Regions from separate parts of the Mus musculus genome. Here region 2 is linked to region 1. The links are chromatin contacts, called in public ChIA-PET maps. All regions are on one chromosome and are shown on one strand. The core of a region is the stretch at or near the end of the contact, and the rest is flanking DNA. Distances in the headings are between cores, read along the strand shown.

Region 1 (6,776 bases), core at 2,125-4,624:
TTTCCAAGATATTAGTGGGGCATCTTTAAGCTGTTTCTTGTGCTGTGTATGGGCTTGTGGTATTGAATCACAATGAATGCATCTACTATTCTTTCTTTGTTTTAAGACAGGGTCTCCATTATGTAGCCTTGGCTGGCCTGGAGCTCATTATGTAGACCAGACTGGCCTTGAACACTTTGAGAGTCACTTGCTCCTGCCTCCCAAATGCATGTACCACCACGCCAGCCCTATTATTTCTAATCATCTCATTTCTGTACCTGTTTTCTGCCATGACTGTGTACTGGCCAAAGCTGGCAGGAAGCAAGGGAGAAGTCAATTTGGAAGAATCACTGTAGCACTATCATTCTAGGGCTTTGGGTAGAAAGATTCCCACTCAAAAGTGTTATATCAGTGAGGAAATCATTAAGCTAACAATTGTCTACACATAAAAGTTAGGAATGAACACCAGTGTGGGAAACGTGCAGTGAAATATTAGTTGCTTACAATAACAGTAAAAAAAAAAAGTTACATTGATTCTTAACAGTCTGAAGGTTCAGTATATATAATACTAAATCCAACTTGCAATAGTACAGCTATCCACTTGACCACACATGCCAGCTGCTTCATGAAGCTGAGCTATTGTTTCTAGAGAGAACATCATTTCTATATGGCAAACAGCATCCCTGTCATCCTGTACGGTAGACAGAATAACAGCACATTGCATATTGAGTCAGCACAGAGGAGAAGTAGTAATGGATGCTATAAGACATGTTAGTGCGGGAGGAAGAAGGGTGTAATCGCCCCTGCCCTGGGCAAAGAATCCGCACCTACATTTTAGGGTAAGAATCTACGAAAAGGAAAATAAGCCAACAGCATGAAATGCAGAGCTAGTGCCAGCAGCGCGAGGGCATTGCTGGGATGTCTAGTGTCGTGTAAAGCAAATCTAGAGAAATGAATACATGTGGCTTTGAAACTGGGACGTCCCTTCTTTGTATGCACATGTATGTGTGTGATAACAAGGCCACGTAAAACTCTGAGATGCTTTTTTTTTAAAGGTATCAAGGTGAATGCTCTAAATTGTAAATGCTTTGGAACATTCGACTCTGAATTATTCAAGTACATTAAAGGAAAAAAAAGAAATTCTCTGCTGGAAGTCCTTAGTATAAATAGGTTACACATCTTGGCTTGTTCATTTTCCCTAACGGCCAAGGGAAAACTTGAGGGGCATGGAAGGCCGGCAACCGAAACTATCGTACATACATGGCTGGTGTGGGTGAGGTGACGACTTTATTTTCTTGTCTCACTTTTGCATCTTCAGGTGGGGCAAGCCTTCTCTTCGTAGTCTGAAAAGCCCAATGACGAAAACCAAGTCTACCCCAAGGTCCTTAACCTTTGGGTTGTAAAAGAACACATCCGAAAAGTTTTCCCAAAAATGTATATTCTAAGCCAGCCCTCTGCTCCCAGAGCCTGGGCTGCAGCCTGGGCTGCAGATGAGCCCATGTACTACGGAGAGATTCTCAGAGACAAGTCTGACACAATTCCTGTTCTCACCAGGTTAAATACAAACGTTCCTTAGGAGCCAGCGAGGCCAAATGGTCCATGTGTCTTTAAAAAGGTACTGGTAAGACGGGGCACACCATGGATTGAGCGTAGTAAGAGTGCAAGCGGGTTTGCTACCTTATGGTTTTTAAGGTGGGGGGAATTCATGAAAACCACACATAGGCACAGAGTTGGGAGCCAGCTTTTTCCTTATTTCTCCAGTTCCTGCATTCAGGAGAGTGACACCATGTTTAATGTACATGTGAACCTGTCACTGTTACATATGCAAACATAGTAGGGTCAATGTTTTGGATAGAAGAGAATCAAAAATAAAACAACAACTTACAAAGCTTGGCAAAAGGACATGTTCTGAAATGGTGCATGGGTATGCATATGTGAAGGCCATGGGTGGGCATGGCGCTCCCCTGAGGAGCTCGCACTTGCAGATTTTGCTACACGTGGTCCCTCAGACAAAACTGTCTCTTGAGAACTAGAGGGAGCTCAAGGCACCAGGACCCAGGGTTGTGCAAATACACTCTTTACAACGAACCCCACCACTTCCGTTGCTGAACATTATTTTGGAGCCTAGTAAGCATGCTGCTTTTCCCTAGCCTGGTTCCGTTAACCTCATATAAAAAATAAATAAATAAAACGGGCAAGAGAAGAGCCGACAACCGGCCGAGGGCGTGGGTGAAAGTCGCTCTTTACTTAATAATCTGCGGACAGTCGCTCCAGGCCTTGGCTTTTCGTTTGGCCAAAGCCAGCCAGGCAGGTTCTGTGGACACCGGGGCAGCGTCTGGGGTGGAGAACCGCTTGGTGACGTCTTTTACCAGTGCTGCTGAGGGCGCAGAGTCTGAGATCTCCACTGCAGTGTTTCAAAGGGAAAGAGAAGGAAGAGCCACGTAAAAACAGAAAGTCTAGTTAACAGAGTTATATGTACTTACTGTATGTGAGATGCTGTGCACACACACACACACACACACACACACACACACACACACCAGAATAGCCAAATCTAGCTGTTATTCACAAGGTGATGTAAGAACATTTGAAAATCTGCTCTTAAACGTTTTAAGAATTCAATAGATTGGTAGCTATGGTCACCGTGTTACACTACAGATTCCTTGCACTTCTCTGAAATGTACCCGTTAGTAAACATCTCCCCAGTTCGGTCCCCAGAACAAGATTCTGACTTTAGAAGGCATGAAATTCAAGCCATGAATGATAGAAGCCAAGATGCCTTGGAACTGCTATGTCCCTGAACTCCTGAAATTCCTGCCTCCACCTGAGCCCTAAGATGAACCCATGGACCGGACAGTGGTGGCATAGGCTTTTAATCCCAGCATTTGGTAGGCAGAGGCAGGCAGATCTCTGAGTTCAAAACCAGCCTGGTCTACAGAGTGAGTTCCAGGACAGCCAGGGCTACACAGAGAAACCCTGTCTCAAGAAACAACAAAACAAAACAAAAGATGAACCTTTGGAAACTGCCAGCTGTCATGACTTCTAGTGTTGCTAGTAATTCCTATGTCCCCTGTCACCTGTTTGTGAGACATCTCACACTGTAGCCCAGGCTGGCTGCAAACTCATGGTAATCCTCCTGACTCCGCCTCCCAGGGGTTAAGAATTGCAGGCTATCACGCCTGACTATCCTGCTTTCTCTACTAGAGATCTTGGGTTTCTATGAGGAGGTTCTCTGTAAGGATTTCGGAGCACTCACAACTTTAGTGCCCAGGGACGCGTCCTGCATTCTTCTGGAACTCAGGGGATACAAATTGAATGTGAAGACAAACACTTTGAAGCAAAGGCTTGCTGTATTAAGCTGGCGCTGCTGTAAGCGGGGATCACTTCCAACCGGGCACAGAAAAGAAAGAAACTCTCAGTCTCACGCTAATACTTAGAACCCGCAGTGTGAGAGCAAATGCAAGAATGCTTGCGGGCCAAGATCAGTGTTTTGAGGTAGTTCTGGTATATAAGCACTCCTGCCCCACCACTAAGTACTAAAACTCTTTTTTAATACCTCCACGTTTCCAGACCTCGGGTAGCAGGTAGCCGAAGCACAGGCTTAGACACCACTAAGGTTTGGGCGAATCTCTCCAGTGTTCTCATGTCTGACGTTTAATTCTCTAGAGTTGGGGGTTGATTTGCTGCTACGTATTCAAAGGCTAAATTCTGAACCCCAAACAAGCGCATTCTCATGCACACGGATCTTAGGTATGTAAACCTTGCTCCACAACTTAAAGCTGATTGGCTAATAAAAGGCTAGAGCCTTTGATTGGGCAGTAGAGAGAGGAAGGCGGGACTTGAGAACTGAGTGAGGGCTCTCGAGAGAGACCACTAAGAGAGGAAAAAGAAGGCGGAGAGAGTAGGCAACAAGGCCGTTTGGATCCTGACCTTCCGGCCAGAAGCGCACCTGAGGGCAGGCTGGTGGAGCAGAAGCATTCCGGTTGAGACAGCATATGGAGTTCAAGGGGCTACCGTTTGGATAGAGGGGAGAAGAGCATAGAGCCTGCGCAGTCGAGGCTTACAGCTTGGAAATAAAATACCAGGTTTCTGTGACTCTTACATGGGCAAGCTAGAATAAATAATTCATTTACGCTCTAGTGAGGTGGCACAGAATTCTTCTGTGTTGGGAGGCAGAAGCCTCGTGGTGTGTGCTTGGGTGTCAGAGGCCCTCAAAAGTGGATTCATGATTTTTCTCACACTACCTGCGTTCTCTCTCTCTCCTCATGTGCATGCTTGCCCATCCACTTCCTAACCTAGGATGAAACAGCCCAGGGCCCTCCCAGCTTGATAAATAACCAGTCTTTGGGTATTCTGTTAGCCTTCACAGAATGGACCAAGACAGACACACTATGCTCTCTGGGGACCACCACAGCCATATAGGGAAGCAGATGTCCTGTTAGTGCCTGGGAATCTATGTATTCAGAACTATCCATCTTCCAAGTGATTGGAGCCAGGCAATAGTTGGGCAACCATTGGGACACTTTATTTTATTTTACATCTTTCATGTGTTATAAAAAAAGAAAGGTGGCTGTTGTTAATTAGCACCAAGGACACAGTGCAGAGACAACTTTCTCTGTGAAGCCAGTTGACAGCCTTCTCTAGAGTCACATCAGTGGAAATGCCCGAGCATCTGAGCCGTGTCACCTAGGCAGAGAAGTCACCAGGAAATTGGAGGGCGTGGGAGTGGGAGAATCTTCTGCCTCCAGCTCACTTTCACACAGAGGCCCAGGAGGCAGCTTTCACACACTTACCTCAATTGCGTCATTTCCGATGATATGACGCTGGCGTCTACTTCCAAACCCAGGCTCCTGCCTCAGTTTTACCTAAACTTTCCACCTTGCCTTGCCCAATCCTGTCAGACTCAGCTCTTCCTTTGTTTAAATGTTCTGGCCTATGCTTTTCTTTGCTGTAGCATACACACATACACACATGATAGATAGATAGATAGATAGATAGATAGATAGATAGATAGATAGATAGATAGATAATAGATACACCAGATGATGGGCAATGAGGTGCTAGTGATGACTCTTATTGTCCTGTTAAATGTTCAGAAACCCAGCAAGCCACTTGCTGTCTGTCACATTGGTAGCTTAGCCATGGATGACGTATTTACACCATGGACAATAATAGAGGCTATGGAGCAGAGGTGTCTGTACCCCCGTAAAGAGCTGACTGTTCTTGCTGGGCATGGTGGCACATGCCTTTAATCCCAGCACTTGGGAGGCAGAGGCAGGTGAATTTCTGAGTTCAAGGCCAGCCTGGTCTACACAGAGAAATCCTGTCTCAAATAAAAATAAATAAATAAGGAGCTGACTGTTAAGGCGTCTTACTGTCTCTCCACGAGAGCTGGGGAAGTCCTGGCACTTGCATCAGTGTCAGAGTTTGTGCCCTGGTCTGGAGAGAACCTGTGCTGTGTGACGTCTGAGGTGCTGTGGCAATCACTACACGGTGGAAAACTGTAGGTACAGGCAAGCGGGGAAGGGCCCACGCGCCACCTGTCACAGACGTGGGAAGAGTGTTGGGGAAGGGCCCATGCTCTACCTGTCACAGACGTGGGGAGAGTGTTGGACTTCTTTAGCTGCTCTCTGCGCTGCAGCCTGGACACGGCCGTTTCTGGCTTTTTCTCTTCAGATGGAGCAGCAGGCTTGTGCACGGGGGCAGTTTTGCTTGCCCGGCTGCTTCCAGGCTGTAGGCTGACACTGACCTGCGTTGGGAATGACAGGCAAAGCATATTCTCAGTGCCATGACCCCTGACCCCTAACCTCTGCACCCCAGAGGGGCCCTGGGCCTCACGTGTGAGTGGTGCGTTCAAGACAGGCCTCCCCTGAGAGCTCAGTGTTGTGTACCAAGGATGGAAAGTTACTTTCCAAGCGGATTATAAAGTTAGGTCATAAAACACGGCTCTTGATTGCCCGTGCACACTGCGCAAAGTCACTTCCATATCTCCCATATATAGCCACTTCCCTTCTCCAAGCTAGATATAGAAGATCCTCATGGGATGTCTGAAACCAAGGATAGAACTAAACCCTGATTGCTCTGTCTTGTTCTTACCTTAGATTTGTTCCACTTCAGCTTATGACGGTTTTCTAACTAAGCCAAGAGCTTTCACCAGGAAGTACTTTATGGCTTCCTGGCATGAGTTAATCTCCAGTATCATTAGAGTGACGCCTTGGGGCCATTCTTAAGGAAAATAGGATGGACGCAAACACTGGGACTCTGTGACAGTGAATGTGATGACCAAAGCAGATATCAGGTGCCAGCAAAGAGTCTCCATGTCCCATGGAGTAGGACATGAGGTTCCATCACACCAAAACGGCAATTTATCTCTGTCAGGTGTTATTTGTGGAATTTCCCACCTAGTATTTCTGGATCATGACTGACCTTCAGTCATTCAGACCACTAAAGAGTGCAGCCTCACACAGGGAGCAGGGGCACTACTGAAACCACTGTGTGTGAGCTGCTGCTGCAAATACATCTTAGATTCTGCCAAACCAGGTTCCCCTGCAAGCATAATAAAACCAAATTAAGTTTTACACTGGAAACATGCCTCCCTGACATAAAGTTTGTCAGTGTATTTCCTTCCCTCCCTTTGGGAAACAACACCTCCAGATAGAACCTTAAAAACCAAGCCAGCGACTTAGAGCAGCTTAGGGCAGCAGCACTAGCGGCACAGTGAGCTACGCACGGTCTCTTTGGAGAGCTTTTCTGCTTGCTTGGCCTCCCGGGCTTGCTTCCTCTCCTCCCGAGTTGCT
Region 2 (6,776 bases), core at 1,321-3,820, 280 kb before region 1:
TCTTTAGAACTTATTTTGACTTTACTGTTATCTTTTTGATTGCTCCTCTCACCACTTCTTCTTCTTCTTCTTCTTCTTCTTCTTCTTCTTCTTCTTCTTCTTCTTCTTCTTCTTCTTCTTCTTCTTCTTCTTCTTCTTCTTCTTCTTCTTCTTCTTCTTCTTCTTCTTCTTCTCCTCCTCCTCCTTCTCCTCCTCCTCCTCCTCCTCCTCCTCCTCCTCCTCCTCCTTCTTCTTCTTCTTTTTTTTTGGTTTTTCGAGACAGGGTTTCTCTGTATAGCCCTGGCTGTCCTGGAACTCACCTTGTAGACCAGGCTGGCCTCGAACTCAGAAATCCGCCTGCCTCTGCCTCCCGAGTGCTGGGATTAAATGCGTGTGCCACCACGCCCAGCTACATGGGTATTTAATATCATTGGTGGTGACAAAGGGTTCACTAAGCCTGAAATCACTTAGGGGGACAAGACATATGCTGTGAAGAACATGAGCCCTTAAGGGATATGCGATGACAGTGACCCCAGTCAAGAAGTTAGAGGAGCAGCTATCCCAATGCTATCCCAAAAGTCCCCTATACCCTCCCCCTACCCTGCTCCCCTACCCACTCACTCCCACTTCTTGGCCCTGGCTTTCCCCTGTACTGGAGTATATAAAGTTTGCTAGACCAAGGGGCCTCTCTTCCCAATGAAGGCCAACTAGGCCATCTTCTGTTACATATGCAGCTAGAGACACGAGTTCTGGGGGGTACTGATGAATTCATATTGTTGTTCCACCTATAGAGTTGCAGACCCCTTCAGCTCTTGGGTACTTTCTCTAGCTCCTCCATTGGGGGCCCTGTGATCCATCCAATAGCTGACTGTGAGCATCCACTTCTGTATTTGCCAGGCACTGGCATAGCCTCACAGGAGACAGCTACATCAGGGTCCTTTCAGCAAAATTTTGCTGGCATATGCAATAGTGTCTGCATTTGGTGGCTGATTATGGGATGGACCCCCGTGGGGCAGTCTCTGGATGGTCCATCCTTTTGTCTTAGCTCCAAGCTTTGTCTCTGCAACTCCTTCCATAGATATTTTATTCCATATTCTAGGGAGGAATGAAGTATCCAAGAGTTGGTCTTCCTTCTTGATTTTCTTGTGTTTTAGAAGTTGTATCTTGGGTATTCTAGGTTTCTGGGCTAATATCCACTTATCAGTGAGTGCATATAAAGTGATTTCTTTTGTGATTGGGTTACCTCACTCAGGATGATATCCTCCAGATACATCCATTTGCCCAAGAATTTCATAAATTCATTGTTTTTAATAGCTGAATAGTACTCCATTGTGTAAATGTACCACATTTTCTGTATCTATTCCTCTGCTGAGGGACATCTGGGTTCTTTCCAGCTTCTGGCTATTATAAATAGGGCTGCTATGAACATAGAGGAGCATGTGTCCTTATTACCAGTTAGAACATCTTCTGGGTATATGCCCAGGAGAGGTATTGCTGGATCTACTGGTAGTACTATGTCCAGTTTTCTGAGGAACCGCCAGACTGATTGTACAAGCTTGCAATCCCACCAGCAATGGAGGAGTGTTCCTCTTTCTCTACATCCTCTCCAGCATCTGCTGTCACCTGAATTTTTGATCCTAGCCATTCTGACTGGTGTGAGGTGGAATCTCAGGGTTGTTTTGGTTTGCATTTCCCTGATGATTAAGGATGTTGAACATTTTTTCAAGTGCTTCTCAGCCCTTCTGCATTCCTCGGTTGAGAATTCTTTGTTTAGCTCTGTACCCCATTTTTAATGGGGTTATTTGAATTTCTGGAGTTCAGCTTCTTGAGCTCTTTGTATATATTGGATATTAGTCCCCTATCAGATTTAGGACTGGTAAAAATTCTTTCCCAATCTGTTGGTGGCCTTTTTGTCTTATTGACAGTATCTTTTGCCCTTCAGAAGCTTTGCAATTTTATGAGGTCCCATTTGTTGATTCTTGATCTTACAGCACAAGCTTTGAACTTGTGGCAGTCCTTCTGCCTCAACCTCTTGAGTATTTGAGTATCGTCATGGTAGACACAAGTCACCATGATGGGCTGAGACTTATCTTTAATTCCAGTGATTATCCATTACTGTGTATGCATTGAATGAGAAAGTAGATGGGCAAATACATAAATATATTCTATTCTATATTCTATATATTCTATAAACAGTGCAGGGCCGAGTCTGTATAAACAGAATAAATCAAGAGCTCTAGGAGACCAGAAGTCCAGTTGTTTTTCTCCTTCCTGAAGCTCTCCTATTGAGATTTATTCTCATTGCTTTTATCTCTGTTGAGGACTGGAAATTTAGCTTGGTTGGTAAAGTGCTTGCCTGGCACGTATGAAACCCTGGGCTCCACCCCAGCACTTCAGCTTCTGTCTGTACTTTCTTCCCGACTACAGTCATTTCAATGTGAGATCTTCCCACGGGCTCAAGCATTTCTGTACCTGGTCCCCAACTGCTGCTGCTGTTTATGAAAGGTTCTGGAATCTCTAGAAAGTGAGGCCTCACTAGAGGAAATGTGTCACTAGAGAAAGACTTGGAGGTTTTATAGCCTAACCCTACTTCCTGCCTCCTCTCTCTGTTTCCTGCTCCACTAAGATATGAAGAAGCGAGGAGGCCCAGCTGCTCATGCTCAGCTGCCCCTTGATTTGTTTTCCTCTCTGGGGTGGGCTATCCCCTCTGGCTGTGATCCAAAGTAAAGCTTTCCTCTTAACTTACTCTTGCTTGCTTCGATGTTTTGTCACAGCCTTGAGCAAGGTCACTAACACACCAATGAAACGCCAACACTTCTTTGTTTATACCACCAGCTCCCTTGCTGGTTCACCTCTCATTGCATTGCTGGTCAAACAAACTAATAAAAACAAATGAAAATTGGACTTGGATCCACTGATTATACAGATAAAGGGGTGGTACATAGTTGAACAGTATCTCCCTTGTCTTGTCTCCTTTTCTATTGCTGCGATAAAACACAACGACCAAGGCAACTTATAAAATGAAGTGTTTACTTTGGCTTATGACTTTAGAGGATTAGAATCTATGATGGCAGGGTCAAGAAACAGCCGAGAGCTCACATCTTGCTCTACAACGATGAGGCAGATTGAAAGCAACTGGGAATAGCGTGAGTCTTTTGAAACCTCTGTAACACACCTCTTCTAATAAAGCCACACCTCTTAACCCTTCTCAAACAGTTCTACCAACTAGGGACGAAATATTCAAATATACAAGCCTGTGGGAGCCATTGTCATTCAAACCATCATGTCCCCCAAACTCATGTCTGCCAGAAAATTATACCAAGACCTTATTTGGAGCCAGGACTTCTCTTAGTTTATTTGAGTTCTTAAGACTCATGACTTGATAATTTACAAGTAAAATAATTTTTATAATCATACAGCTATGATTATAAAAATACATCAGATTCTATGTCTGCTAAAGGCCTGTTGCATATGGGTGGGACATCTAACCCTTTACACGGTAGATAGTACAGAAGTGCAAAAAAAAAAGGGGGGGGGGACAAATAAATACTTTGTTCTTACATAGCAAGAAAGGAGACCAAATTCTATTCATGAGGTCCACACTCCCTTTTGCTGAGTATAAAGAGTTCACCTTTCTCTTCTGACTTCACTTTCTGACAATTCTAAATGTTTCCCCCTCAGCAATGTGTGGTTTGGAGCTCTTTTGAGAATTATTCTGTCTTCCCCATGTTCTCACCAGGCAGGAAGTGTCAGTGAACATCCCCTTGGGTGGTTGGCATCATGTGGACGTTCTCCACTGCCCGTGGCTTCCACAGAGGGTAATGTGTGGAGGCTTTGTTCTGGAGCTCCCTGCTGCCCCTCTGTCCCTCTTTTAGGCAGCAAGGCATTTTGTTTCATTGTCTCTGGAACAGGATGACACTGCAGAATCAGGATGACAAAGAAGGCTTACTAGCCTACTGATTCCTGGCCCAGGGACAAACACAATGAATTAGGAGAGAGAATAAAAGCCAGGCAAATCTCCCAGCCTGGATACAGAATCAGTGGTCAGAGGAGTAAAAAGCATATTCAAGGCCACTAGGGCACAAGGCAGAGGTGAGTAGGCCACACTGCTGAGTGCACTGGACGCTGTTCAGTCCTTAGTCATTCCCTCCAACTTCTGCTGGTGTCCCCTGCTGAAGAGTTTCACTCACATATCTGTTATCGGGAGCCTCCACCAAGACTGTCTCCCTTTCCTGGAGATAGCCAGTAGATGTTCAATTTGAAAGAGCAGAGGCTTACCCCCTTGTCTCCACTCAGGATAGCTGTGAGGGACCACCAGCCCCAGAGCTACCCAAGGAGGAGACAGAGGCCCCTGTGGCAGGTATACTTAGTTCAGTAACTCTCTGTCCATGGCAGCTGTTGTGCATGAGGGTCTCCTCACTTCTCACTCCCACTAACACCTCCCCCACAAACATTCTTCTCCTGAAGGTCCTATCGCCTCCTTGGAAGACAAATGCAGAATGGGAGAAGTCTACTTTGTTGGCACCAGGACCAGTGAAACCTGTGACATCACATAGGCGGGAGCTGCAGACCTGTTGCCAAGACATCAGCCACCATATTCTCAGAATCGACTTGGCTCACCTCCCACCTTTACCTGTGTTACATCATTATCCATATATATATATATAAGGGGAATACCCTTCCTTTTCTGTCTCTTCCCCCATCTCTTCCCACCATCACCTTCCTTGCCCCTCTCTCTCCTAATAAACATCTTACACGTGGAACTGTTTTGGCCTGGTATTCTATGTTCAGACTCGAGCCACTATTCTAACACATTATACTTAGGCCTCCAGAGACCCCAAGGCTCAGCCTTGTACAGGAGAGTTGAAGGAAAATGATGTGTGGTCAACATGAACAGAGACAGCTTGGATGAGCCCCAGAGTTGCCCACAGCCCAGAGCTTCAGTCAGAAGTCTGCTGTGCGGTTAGAACCATCTCTATGGTCAGGGGAGTTGGACAGTGAACCTGACTCTAGGGCTGGGATAAAGAGCCTGCAGCCATGTCCCAAGTGGACTTTCAAATAGGGGTAAAGATGCTTTGCCATGATGATGATGATCTCAAGGTGACAGTGTCCGTCTCCAGCTCTCTCTGTAAACTCCTCAAGGAAAGGAAACTGAGTGGCAATGGGGACAAGATCTCAGTAAAACATACGGTCCTCATTCACCTAGTCACCTTTACTAACATGGTTGTGATCCACAAGCCGATAATGAAAACAAAGCCAAATTAAAAAAAAAAAGCAATGAATTGTAGAAAATATTCAGCAGATACAAGGTAAAATTTAGCAAACGTAACATCAGAAAAAAATGGACACAAAGAAAGACACAGACTCCAAATGAGAAACCAATGAAAGGCAGAAATGGAAGCCACAAAAAATGGAAATAAAATAGGATAAATATGTAAAAAAGGATGTTGCTTCTTCACAAATAATTAGAGGTACAGAATTTTTGAGAGATTATAGCCCAATTTAAATTCTTAATCCTCCTACTGTGGCTTTCAGGAGCTGGGATTATAGGCATGAACCCCCCCACCCCACACACACACATCTGACCCACAGAGGCACCACCTGTGCCTCTTGCGGCATTTGAAACTCCTTTGACAAAAATAGGGTATTGATGTCCCACAAAGGGTGTGGTCACCTCTCTCTTTGTGTTACTCTCAAGTCAGTAAGATTTCTCGATGTCAGTCACCTCGAGGGTGGGACACTTCTTAGACATGAGGCAGAAACTTGGGCATGAAAAGGAGCCTTAATCCTGTGCAGTTCTCTAAGTTCACAGAAACAAGTCTACCAGCGTATGCTCAGATAAGGCTGCCAACGTGAATAAGGTAGAAAGAGCAATTGTTAACACACTGATGTGGTGACTGTACTACCTGCTTGCAAAGCATGATGTCACTTGCTAAGTAGAGCTGAATGACCTGGAGAAGAAGCTGGAACAATAAACCGTTGCCCTTAACAACCAGTTGACTGCCATGAACACTTCTTAAAGGCTCAGCTCCTCTCCCCACCCCCTCCCCCGACCTTGTGGTTTTAGAGCAGTGGTTCTCAACCCTGGTGGTGGTTGCAGGTACCAGGGTGACCACATCCATCTTGACATGAGTTCTCTGAATCTGATTTTTTTTTTTTTTTTTTGGTTTTTCGACACAGGGTTTCTCTGTATAGCCCTGGCTGTCCTGGAACTCACTCTGTAGACCAGACTGGCCTCGAACTCAGAAATCTGCCTGCCTCTGCCTCCCGAGTGCTGGGATTGAAGGCATGCGCCACCACTGCTCGGCCCATCCCAGTTTTCTACTGTGCACCTTGCTCTTTCCTGGCAGTGGCCACGAGACCGGAAGCTTCAGCTCCTTCCACCTTGACCCCCTGACTGCCTGTAAGCCAGAAAACATCTTTCTTAAGTTGCTTTTCTCGGGATATTTCATCACAGCAACAGAAAAGTTAGCAAAGCTAAGCGTGTTTTAAACGTATGACTATCTAGGCTTGATGGAAGTTTGAAATGTTGTATTTACCTTTTGGGGTAAACCTAACCCATATAGTAAGCTTTCAATTACGTAATCGCATCTTTAGCCCCACTATTAACACTGCTCATATCGGAAACACTGTTAAGAATTAGTGATAATTTACAGAGTTCACACCTCAGAGTCATTTTCTTTTTTGTACCGGTGCTAGAGATCGAGCATGAAGCTCTGTTCCTGCTACACAGCACTCTGCCACTGGCCTGCGTCACCAGCACTCTATGTAACTTTCTGTTAGTGGAACAAAATTGC

What was found. ChIA-PET counts read pairs in DNA pulled down with a chosen protein or histone mark.
Region 2: an RNA polymerase II ChIA-PET map of memory CD8 T cells shows a contact between it and region 1, with 6 read pairs. The contact joins two enhancer-like sites. A contact is called at or near these places in 1 of 484 Hi-C or Micro-C datasets (the HL-1 cell line), 1 of 115 datasets of contacts at active chromatin or transcription factors (memory CD8 T cells) and 2 of 9 other capture datasets (adipose tissue and pancreatic islet).

What each region holds. Positions count from the first base shown.
Region 1 is chr5:76,866,124-76,872,899 of GRCm38.p6, reverse strand. It overlaps Cracd (capping protein inhibiting regulator of actin), which reads right to left. Exons shown (of 9, transcript NM_001163793.1): 7 at 6,710-6,776; 8 at 5,566-5,728; 9 at 1-2,383. The coding sequence ends at 2,223. Among named protein-coding and RNA genes, the nearest start is that of Cracd, 29 kb to the right of the region's middle. Within about 2 kb of position 3,374, at least 38 of the 459 cell types and tissues checked have an H3K27ac peak or open chromatin away from gene starts, as enhancers often do. A contact at or near this core is called in memory CD8 T cells, where this site is marked.
Region 2 is chr5:77,144,050-77,150,825 of GRCm38.p6, reverse strand. It overlaps Gm34598 (a long non-coding RNA gene), which reads left to right. Exons shown (of 3, transcript XR_880411.1): 3 at 4,447-4,729. Among named protein-coding and RNA genes, the nearest start is that of Chaer1, 7.1 kb to the right of the region's middle. Within about 2 kb of position 2,570, at least 41 of the 459 cell types and tissues checked have an H3K27ac peak or open chromatin away from gene starts, as enhancers often do. A contact at or near this core is called in memory CD8 T cells, where this site is marked.